Linked DNA regions of Mus musculus: region 2 is linked to region 1. Evidence: chromatin contacts called from public HiCAR-type data. All regions are on one chromosome and are shown on one strand. The core of a region is the stretch at or near the end of the contact, and the rest is flanking DNA. Distances in the headings are between cores, read along the strand shown.

Region 1 (5,846 bases), core at 1,853-4,352:
ATATGATCCGCCAGACAGTGAGAAGAGGCTCTAGCATTGGTTTGTCTTGCTCTGCTTTGCTAGGCTTCACTGACAACGCTCATGCATTGATTTGCCTTGCATTGTGCTGCTGGCCTTCACATGTGGTGGTTTTGTAGAGAATAACTCACCAAAGAACTTCTTGGGATATTCTGGTGGCTTCTTGCTGCTTCCACGGACCTGGGCCAGTTGGCAGAGCCTTACAGTTTCTTCTGGATCAAACTGTCCTTGCTGATTCATGAATGGTGATTTCTGAACAGACTGGACTGCAGCTACTGATTTATGTTGGTGTTTTGCTAGAGGACTGTACTGCTGACAACAAAGATTAGAATAGCCCCAAAGAACTATTTCTAAATTGGTCCACAGTCCCTGTTGCCTATTAACCTTTCTTTTTCTGGTGGGTGATGGGCTAGAAGGGAGGTTGAAGTGTTGAGTTGAAGAACCCTAATTAAAGTAGGTTTTGAAAAATATATGTCTACAGGCATTTATGCCATTTGTGAGGACTATTGTTATGATGTAGTCACCCTCTTTAGATAATACAACCTCATATCATCACCTTGGGGACCATGTTTTCAGTATCTGTACATGGGAACACACATATGGGTCACACTACTCTCCACTCTACTGGTTTACTCTATTCATCTATCCAAATATCTATCTATCTACCTACTTACCTATGTATCTATCTACATATTGTTGGAGTTTGTCAAAAGACCCTCACTCACAAAGGCCACAGACTCCGCCATCGCTGCAAACCATAAGAGACTTTTTATTATTCCAACATGTTGTGGACCCTCTTCTCAGCATGCAGGCAAGAGGAGAGACCCAGAATAAACAAAGAACACACTTTTTATACCTTGTAAGGGGCAGATTTAGGCAACAGGGTAGCTGGCTTATTCTAATTGGTGTAGCAAGTAACCTTTTCAGGCATTGGTTGGTTTGTATAGGGTGAGTAAGTAACCCTTTGGCCTAGTCTCTCACTCTGACTGCCCTTGTAGATTTTCAGCAAAGCAACAGTATGTTTTGAACTTATGGGTCAGCTATTAATGTCACTGCTATTAAGTCACAGCTATTAATGTCAGGGGAATTCTAGTGACAAGGTCAGGGCAGTTTGTGGTCTTTCTCAGAATTCAGTGTGGGGCGGTGTAGGGGAATTTTTCTGGGAACTGCTATCTTGTTATGGTTATTTTTCTGAGAACAGCTCATTTTGTTTTGGCAGCTGTAGACTTAGTCATACAGCTATATTTTGAAAGTCCCTTCAGAGGGGAAGGGTCTGGGTGGTCTTGAACTTATTTTGGATTCTACAGTATCTATGTATTTATCTATGTATCTATCTATCCATCTATGTATTTTCTATGGAAATCAATACATGTTTACTGAACAGCTATTATTAACCAGTGGTTGCCCTAGTCACTTGGGTAACATTAGTGAACAAAACAACCATTAGGCTGGAGAGGTGGCTCAGCTGGCAAAGGGCTTGCCTTGCCAAGGATAAGAGTTCAACTCTTAGAACTCCTGTTTAAAAAGAAGCTAATTTTGGTACTGAACACATGTAACTGCAGAGCCAGGGACTTGTTGGACAGCCAGCTTAGCCTACTTGATGAGTTCTAGGCCAGTGAGAAACTTTGTCTCAAAAAAAATGAGGAGAACTATACCTGAGGAACAATAGCCAAGGTCTTTGCCTTCATAAAGCCTGCATTCATACAGAAATGATGGAGACTATGCAGTATGTAGAGAAATAACATCAGAGGTTAGGAGGTCATGTCACAGAGGACAAAGGGAAGGTCAGGTATTGTGATGAATGGGGCAAAGTTAGGCATGGATAGGGCAGTAGCCATTCCTCCCTAATGGGATGAACTATGTTAGGACATTTTCTTGAAATAATCCTTTTTATTTGCACAAATATTGATTGTTTGCTTCTTCTTTCTCTTAGCATATAAGGCTCATGAGGCAGAAACCGTGTGTGACTGTTGCTCATCTGTATCCAGTGCCCCCACCCACTCTAAGTGTTCAGTGACTGTCAGATGTTCCAGGACAGGAGGAGAAGTCTTTGTCTATATCTAATATAAAGTCCTTGCCATTGGTGCCTGATACTTCACCCCCCTGTGATACTTTCTATGGGATAGCATTCCTCCTTCCTTTCCCACAAAATAGCCAGAATACTGAATTTGCATCCAGTTCTAGCTGACCTGTTACATGATTGTGGCTAGGCAGAGCAAGTGTTATTGTGCCCATCTCCCAGATGAGGAACCAGAGGCTCAGAGAGGGTCAGAGTCACAAAGCATTGGTAACCTGGAGTTTCTGCCACCAATAGGAGGCCAACAGCATGTGTTTACCATGGAGGTTTCCCCTGTTTGGGACTCTCATGGGAGCTGGCTTCATTTGTCTCTGCTCAGTCCAGATCTTGAGGGGGATGGAATTGCATCACTGAGCTACTTCACAGATTTCTCTGTGCCAGTCCTGCGCAGGCGAATCCTTCTGACCCAACAGCTGCTCTTCAACAGAACTAATGAGTATGCAGGAAGCTTTGAATAATTGGCTTTGGCTTCTCAAAATCAATCGTTATCAGAACAAATCCTTGATTCTGTCTCTTTCATTACTTTGATTAACTTGTGCTTTGGGGCTCAGAAGAAAGATGAAACTTTTGACTTCCATTTGTCTTCAGGGCAAACAGTAATTCCTTCCCTTTCTACACAAATTCTGGGTTTACAAAGAACCTTCGATTGTGATTTCAGTATAGGTCGGTATAGTTTTGTTTTTAATAAAACGTGGGCCGGTGTATATAGGGTGCTTCTACACACTGGATTGTTATGGATGCATCAACTTTCAAGTGATAGAAAACTCAACTGCAGGGCTGGGATGTGGCTCAGTGGTGGAGTGCTTGCCTAGCATTCTTGAAGTCCTGGCTTCCATCTTCAGTACCACAAAGAAGAGGAAGAAGAGTAGTAGTAGTAAGAGAACAATGAGGAGAAAAATACATACAAAGAAAGGGAACTAACTAGTTCATTCAATTACAATGTCCAGAGCAAGCGCTAGCCTTAGGTTCAGTACAATCAGGTCTCTGGCTTTGTTGTGGATAGTCCTCGGATTGCTTGTATTTTGATGCTAATTTCACTTTCCTGGGAGGGATTGTGAATGAGGAATGAGTCATGTACTCAGGTGACTTCCTGTGAACCATCTCCTAATGAATAAAGGAGCCAATCAGTGGGTTTGTAGGCAGGACTTCTGGGTTGGGTAGGCAAAGAGAGGAAACAAGAGAGAGAGATAGGGTCCTTTTGGATGGGGATGGGGGAGGACAAGCTGTAGCTACTAGTGTCTCCCAGTTTCAATGGTGGATCTATCAGGATTTGCCACTGGAGGATTTAGATATAATAAGGCTTACAAGATTAGGATTTTAGTTGTTGCACCCAGCGATTGAGTTACCATTGTTTCTGAACTAAGTTTGTGTTGTGGTTTCCTTCATGTGGCAGCTCATCTGAGTTCAAGAGAAAAAGATATACTTGACAAAGTGTGGGTTTGCCTGATATACAACACAAAGACCATGGGGGATTTGAAGCATGGGGCTGGTGTGGTAATGACCAGCCAATGGGAACTTAGTGAGCTGGGTGGAGAGATTTTGGAGCTCCGAGTCAGAGAATCCCCATGAGATAAGAACTGGCCATCGAGACTGCTGGGGCTGAGAGTAGCTCAACAAGTTGAAGTTCTTTTTAGTACTTCCCTCAACATGGCTTTACTGCCCAGTTTTGCCATACAATTCATTCCCTTGATGGAGTATTTCATGACTGCAAGGTGGCTCAAGTAAATGATGCTTCCTTCATGCATTCTGGTTCATGTCCAGGGCACCAAGAGGACATCCCTTTCTGCTTGGCAATCATAAGTCTTGAGATTCACCTCTGCTGCCCCTCTGTACCTCCCACACCCACACTGTCACCAAAGACTGTGGTAGGAGTGTTAAAAGATGCTGACAGGTTTAAGCCAGTCAGAGCTGACTCCCGCTGCAGGGCTTGAAGACAATTTTCTCTAAAGCTGTTAGGGAAAAGAGAGTAGAAACAGAGGTCAAGGAATCAGCCAGCCTCTGCTACAGAGCCTTTATTGTAAGAAGACCCAAGGACTGGGATACTTATTGGAGAGAATCTGACTGTTTGGTAGAGGGGCATGGACCCAGGCATCTCTGTATCCAGAGCTCTTTCTAAACGTCAGACTCTCCTTGCCCTTTGTCAATGTTAAATTTGAGATCACTTTGCCACAGCTGGGCAGCTATCAGCAGAGTGACATACTAGGAGTGAGAGAAGGTCCCCTTCACATTTTGCTGATATGAAAAATTGCTCATAATTATTTTCTTTTGGGTTACAGTATTGCTCATTCATTCAAAAACACATATTCACTGAGCTGGGAACATTGGCTCTCCTGGCCCATCTGGAAACCTGTCTCCTAATCAAGAGTCTTTTTAGCTGCAAGTAATAGAGACCCACACAAGCTAGTTTAGGCAAGAACAGACGGGGGTTAGGATAAGGACCCAGAAGCCTCTATCTCATCTTCTGTTCTCCCATAAATTATAGCCTACCATATGACAGTGTATTTACTAGCAATGCCCCTGTCTATATTGGATACATTGATTGACATCTGAGGCCTCTGAAGCCTGCTTAGCAGCTCCCATCTGCCTTCCTGGGTGGTTGCTCCATTCACTGTCATTATACTTTGGTTTAGGGAACTTCAAATAAAATCTAACCCTATTTGCATGCATATCCAGTTAGCTCATTTTGGCTTAATTAGATGGTTTTATGCAGGATAGTGAGGGGACTGGAAGGTTTCTCAGGGAGGAAGGGGTACATGATGAATAGGGGTACCAGAGACTGGACGCAAGTCATTACAGGCTTAGATGGTTAATGGCAGTACCTCAGTAATGTGCCCATGTCTGGGTACAGAGCTCGCATCTTGTGGGGGCTCACTCCAGGCTTGTAGATTCTTTTCTTAGAGTTTCCTCTACTCCGCCCCATGTTAAGAGCTCCTGGCCACACAAATGTTAGTACAACATTGAGAGATGGTGGGTGATATCTTCTCTGGGGAAGTGGTAACAAACAGTCCCTTTCTCAGCATCTAAAATAATGCTTCCCAATTCATGGATCTCTCTTTTTCTCTCCTTTCTATAAAACTACTATTTAGGTTAATGGATAAGGCAATGTTCTCCTACGAGTGAGTTCTTTCTTTATTTCTCAATTTGTTCTCTTCTCCCTGTTCTCTTTTTGGCCATGGTGGTGGGGCTGGGGTGGGGCTAGGGCTGGGCTGAGGCAGGGCTGTCTGGGGAGTGGCCATGTGTGGCTGGGGTGGGGCCGGTGACTCTGATGCTCTGAGTCTGTACCTGGGGCCAGCTGATAGCTTGCTTGCCGTTTAGACTCAGCCCTTGAGTCTGTATATCAGTAATCATCCTTGGGCGCAGTCACATGCATTTTAAGGGTGAAGAAACAACTGTAGAAACTGCTCCTGTATCCATTCTCATCTTTTCTGTCACTTGATGGGTTCCTTATCCTGTCTGGAAGGCGGGCCAAGGTCATGTCTACTCTACTCCTCTGTGTGTCTCCATTTCCTACAAAGTTTTTGGAGTCTATTGGGCATTTAACAACCATTCAGTGGATGGATAGATAGCACAACCAAGTTTCTGTGCTTGTCAGAGAGGCAGCAGTCCTAGGGGAACAATTCTAGGCCAGGAGAAACAAGAAAGGTCACTGGGCCATTTCTGTTGCTGCCAATATTTCTTTTAATTTGAACATTTAATTTGTGAGAGGTGAGTGGATAACTGACATCATGCAGTTTGTTCCCAAAGAACTTTA
Region 2 (5,846 bases), core at 1,700-4,199, 180 kb after region 1:
TATTGCTTTTCTAAGGAATTTTTTCCTTGCAAAACCAGAGCAGAAGTGCCAGTAGCTGATCCTCTTACACTCAGAGAGTTTCTTGGCATCCAAATTTTATAACTTTAAAGTGGTATGTGGGGATACAGTCTCCCCCCCCCCTTTTTGGGGGGGTGGGGGAGTTTTCGAGACAGGGTTTCTCTGTATAGCCCTGGCTGTCCTGGAACTCACTTTGTAGACCAGGCTGGCCTTGAACTCAGAAATCAGCCTGCCTCTGCCTCCTGAGTGCTGGGATTAAAGGCATGCACCACCACGCCCGGCGAATTCCCCCTTTTTTGTTTTGCATGAAGATATTGTTTTAAAGTTCCATGGGTTTGTTCCTCAATACCTTGTCCTTTAGGATAATAAGGAAATATGGGTAACATCCATTTGCCACATTGATTAGCTACAAGTCTTTGAGGATTGTGATGGTTTGTATATTTTTGGACCAGTGAGTGGCACCATCTGCAGGTGTGGCCTTGTTGGAATAGGTGTGACCTGGTTGGAATAGGTGTGTCACTGTGGATGTGGGCATAAGATCCTCACCCTAGTTGCCTGGAAGTCAGTCTTCCACTAGCAGCCTTTAGATGAAGACGTAGAACTCTCTGCTCTGCCTGTGCCAAGCCTGCCTGGATACTGCCATGCTCCCACCTTGATGATAATGGACTGAACCTCTGAACCTGTAAGCAAGCCCCAATTAAATGTTGTTTTTTATAAGACTTGCCTTGGTCATGGTGTCTGTTCACAGCAGTAAAACCCTAACTAAAACAAGGATTAACACCATTATGTGGTACATGAAGAAATTGAGAACAAGTCTTTACAATTTGACATGCATATTTTCTAGAAATACCAAATTGTTGTCTCAAACTATTACTATTTTGATGATGTAAAGAATGAGATTGTTTGGCTAATGGTTCCTGTAAGACATATAATCTGCCCGGTGTACAAATCTGCTGTGGCATTGCCAGGGGCCCAGACAGTCCAGTATGAGCTTACACATGTCCTACAAAGTAAGGAACAGTACATATTTCTTAAAGTAAGCTGTATTTGTATAAATAACTGTAAAATTTGAGAATTAGTAGTATCTAAAAAATGAACAATTTCAAGCAGTTATAAACTATGAGCTATATATCTGCTATCAGTATCAAGTAAAAGTTTGATTTTTCAACATTTCAAAAACAGTGACTATAGCATGTAATTCAGTTATTTGTGAAGTGGAGGGTGGGGATACTTGAGAAAATAAACAGTGATATAATAACATAAGTTCCTCTCCCATTAGATGAGCTGTTAATAAATATAGTAAATACATTCTTTATCAGCTGCATGGGTAAATTTACAGGAAATTCAAAAGTATGTATAGAGGCAAATTCTAACAACTTGTCTTTTGGATAATGGTTATCAAATTTGCCTAAAAAGTTTGCCATGCAATAGGCCAAATATAAGTATTCTGCAATATCAAATTTAATTGCTGTTTGGAATAAGGAATCCTTCCTCAGGTCTTTTCACAAAATATTTTCTTGATTCTGTCATACAATTCTGTATTAACACAGCAACAGCTTCATAATAGGGTGTTTAAACTTTACCTGGAGATGAAGAAAGATGAATCCACATAGCCAAAAAGCTGCTGTGAAATAGCCAACAATTGATCATAGTCTATATAATATATCTGTTGTTGGCTAATAGCTTCCTCTGCTTTCGGCAAAACTATTCATCCCTCAACCGTTGATTGTCCAAGGGAGTTAGGATTTGCATGCCTCTTGAGAATATAAAACAGAGGTTTAAGTTTTCCTGTGGTAAGCTTAACATCTCCTAAAAAATTTTTGAAAATAATTTGAAGTAAATTATCTTTTCTTTCCTAAAATTTCTGTGCCATACTTTTGTTTAGAATATGACTGAAGCCCCAAATATTGAAAAAGATATTGCCTTTGAATCTTTTCTGGAGCAACAACTACTCCAAATTTTTAAAACTTGTTGTATAAGAGCAAAGGCTTATAGTAAAACTCCTTCAGAGGGATCAGCTAATAAAATATCCATATATGAATATACACTGAAGGATTCAAAGTCCTAACCTCTTGTACTGAAGCAGAAACAAATTTTTGATGTAATGTAGCACCATTAGCCATTCTTTGAGGCAAAGCCTTTTAATGATGGGCTATTCAAAATTACAAGCAGACACACTAAATGTAAACCTATTATACCTATTTTTTGGAATGGCAGCTGGAGTAGGTAATCCAGGTTGTAGTGCCCCAATTAGTTTCATTAACCTTTCATACATCTTAAGTTTTAACTTTGTTTTGGATTAATGGAATAACCAATCCCTTGGAGGTGAGTGAATACATCAGGTCCAGAGTCTATTAATCCTTCAAATCTTTTTTCTTCAATCAGTAATTTAAGGTTAGGTCTCTTATTAGTAATAATATATTGAACCCAGTACACATCAGAGGAACCAAAACCTCCTTGTTCTCTCTTACTTTTGACAAATTTGGAGGGTAGTGGATACAAGGGAATGAAAATAAGTTGAGCAATTCTTTTATTAGCAGGCACAACTATAATGCCATGGGGGAAAGCAGCCATAATTCTAATTTCTCCTGCATAATTATTATCTATTACTCCTTGATAGATTGGTAATCTTTTATCAGCTCATGCCCCTTGCAAATCTCTATAACATAAAAGTAAGTCCTGAGGATTTTTTCCTGCTTTCTTTTTTTTTAACATGACGCCAGCCAGTGCTGAAGCTAAAGCAGGTTTTTTTTTTTTTTCAGTCTGCTATTATACTACTTTAAGTACATGCAAAATGATAAGATCAATTCTACGTCAAGGATCAACCAAGGCAATAAACAAAATCTGGTAAACACCTTTAGGGGCTAGTCAGGATGACAAAAGAACAGCCACACAAGCCTCCATTGAGCTAGCTCTGAACTTTGCATTAACTCAAATGTAAATGTACTTAATTTGGGCCTATTTCCTGAGGCCTAGCCCAATGATTACCCTTCCTGCACTGAGGACAAATTCCAGGGGAGTGATTCTGCTGCCTGTCTATGCCTCTATTTTTTGGACAGTCTTTCCTAAAATGACCTATGCCCCCAAGCTTAAAACATTCCTTATCATCTCGGTGCTGTGAAAAGCATTGCTTGTACTGTAGTCCCCTGCCAGGCGACAGTCATAGCCAGACCCTGATTGTATGAGGATCCAATTTCTGCACAAAGACAAATATATCAAGATAAGTCTGTCTTGGCTTTTGTATGGTTGGATGGCAGCACATCAGGCTGCATTAGCATTCTCATAAGCCAATTGTGTAACAAAAGGAATTCCTGCCTGAGGGTCTCCAAAAATTCTACCAGCTACTTTTATCAGTTCATTGGGACACAGTTAGATAAACTCCTCCCACTGAGATGACCTTCCCAATCTTGGGGGACTTATTTGCTTCTACCACTACATCCAATAAAGCTTATGTAAAAGGGGCAGCAGGCCAATACTGTGCTACAGCTGTTTTTAACTTTTATTACTCTTGTAATCATCTCCATTTGCTTGATTTTTTCTTAATTACAAATATGAGTGAGTTAAAAATCTTGAGCCTGTAAGCAAACTGTAAACTGCAGCCAATGGAACACTGGCAGTTTAACTATAATTTTAAAGTTTCCCTTGCAACATCAGAGCACAACCATAACTTTGGAAAGCAAAACTCAACCTCCAACAAACAATCCAGTCTCTCCACAAACACCAAGTGCATCGCCCCCACACTACAAAGGTTTTGGCTGCCAGTTCCTACACACAAATGCATGACAGTGCAGCCTCCAATACCTCAAAGAGACACTGCCCTAAATCCTAGTCTGATTTCTAGGATAAGAGTTATATCAAATATTATCCCAATTTAGTAGTATCTTTAGAGACCTGTTTTCCTGGGTTGGCTAATGCCACCTTTTGTTGTTTAGAATGATTCCAACCCTGAGTGACCAGCTTTAAGCTAACTTTCTGTTACCAATGTTACAAACTTTTAGTCATACCAAATAACTTATAAGCCAACACTCTATAACCAAGACATGCAGAACATATTTATACTTTTAAAATAAGTCAGAGACAAAAATGAAGTGACTATACACATCTTATATATTTACACTGGACAAAATTCTTACTTTTCTAGCTATAATTTCAAGAGAAGAGCACTTTGTTACCTTCTGAACCCAATAATCACAGCCAGAAATTTTTATAGGAGAAACAACCATCAACTCCCTTACCATAGAACTTGAGAAGTTGCTGGCCCCTTTAAGAGAAGCTTTTACAGATAATCAGCTCCAGGTAGGGCTTCTTCAGCTATACTAGATTCCTAACTACAAGTGCAGGGCTCCAAAGGCCAATTGGGACTGCCTTTTAAACAAGTTACACCAAATCAAAGGGTGGACAGCCAGCAGATAAAGTTTTAACCATTTTTTCTTTTGAACATGAAACACAGAACAACTATCATTCAAACAAAGAAACAAAAACAGACATAAATTGACAGACACGACAGATTGGTGCACCAAGGACAGATGACAGAGAGGGAAGAGAATGTAATATCCCAAAGGGACCCAGATATTCTACCTAAGACACCCAGAGCTAGAACTAAGGATATCTCCAGTAGGAGCCAGAGAGTCTCTAGGAGAGCTCTGAAATAGCTTTTATCCATTTTCCTTCTCTTTTGCTAAAGCGTCCCAGACCTGGGACAACTGCTTTTCTGAAACCTAGAAACCTAGTCTCTCTCTCTCTCTCTCTCTCTCTCTCTCTCTCTCTCTCTCTCTCTCTCTCTCTTTCTCTCTCTCTCTTACTCAAGTCATTTGTTTATTTACCATTCCTACTTCTGGGAACCATGCACAGCATAAATCTACTTGAGCTAAGAATTTTTCTGACATCTGTTTTTTTAAACCCTGATCCCTTCACCTGATGCAACTCTTGGTTGTGGACAAATGCCTGTTTAGAATTCATTGTGCAGTTACCCCTAGGTAATGTTGGTGTTGGGTCAACACCTCTTCAACCTGTCCTGTAACCCCTTATTGTACCTCCTGCAACAATAGCCTCCAAAAAATAAAATTTATAGCTAGCACCTGTAGCCATCCAGCAGCCATGGACAAACTGGATTGACCTTCCACGGGGTGGTGGAAATGAACTTGGGTGGGTGGGGAAGTGGCAAGAGAAGAACGAAGCCAAGACAAGATTCTGATCAAGGTTCCAAGTTTAATATTCAACACTGTGTTTATATAGGGAGAGCCCACAGACCCATCCTTTGTTTCAGCTGGATTCTGTTGCAAAGCAAGCTCAGCAGGCAGTCTATTCTTCTAAGTTCCAGTAGGAAGTTGCATGTGCAACCAAGGCAGATGACTCCACCTAGGTGGTTAAGCCCATTGTGGCAAGCACTCAAGGTCTGCTCTGCCTGCTCAAGGTTGGGGAAGGGCACACTAATTTGTTCCAATTCCCAAGAGAATGGAAACTAAATGAGGGGAAGTTGGTACTGGGAATGGGATGAGGGATGCTTAGACCTAATGAAATGATTTTAAAGTAACCTGACATACCAGTTTGAGCTAAGATAACCTCCAGTAGAAGAAACTAATAAAAAGAAACTAATAGAGCTGTGTATGTGTTCATGTGTGTGTTCGTGTGTGTGTGTGTGTGCGCGCGCACGCGTGTGAGTTATATGTATGTACTGTTCTACATGTAAATTTATACATGTGTATGCTAGGGGCTAGAGACCTATGTTGAATGTCTTTTCTAAGTAGTTCTTCATACTAATTAATTTTTTCCTTTATTTTTATTTTATGTTTATGTGTGTTTTGCCTGAAGGTGTTCATTACATGTGT

The links. HiCAR-type assays count read pairs that join an accessible place to other places.
Region 2: a contact with region 1 is called in a HiCAR-type map of embryonic stem cells, with 2.3 times the contacts expected there. The contact joins two enhancer-like sites. A contact is called at or near these places in 2 of 484 Hi-C or Micro-C datasets (both in embryonic stem cells), 7 of 115 datasets of contacts at active chromatin or transcription factors (the NIH/3T3 cell line and embryonic stem cells) and 1 of 9 other capture datasets (embryonic stem cells).

Annotation. Positions count from the first base shown.
Region 1 is chr16:9,080,784-9,086,629 of GRCm38.p6, forward strand. No RefSeq gene overlaps it. Among named protein-coding and RNA genes, the nearest start is that of Gm30567, 29 kb to the left of the region's middle. Within about 2 kb of position 3,103, at least 17 of the 459 cell types and tissues checked have an H3K27ac peak or open chromatin away from gene starts, as enhancers often do. A contact at or near this core is called in embryonic stem cells, where this site is marked.
Region 2 is chr16:9,261,997-9,267,842 of GRCm38.p6, forward strand. No RefSeq gene overlaps it. Among named protein-coding and RNA genes, the nearest start is that of Gm41418, 15 kb to the right of the region's middle. Within about 2 kb of position 2,950, at least 9 of the 459 cell types and tissues checked have an H3K27ac peak or open chromatin away from gene starts, as enhancers often do. A contact at or near this core is called in embryonic stem cells, where this site is marked.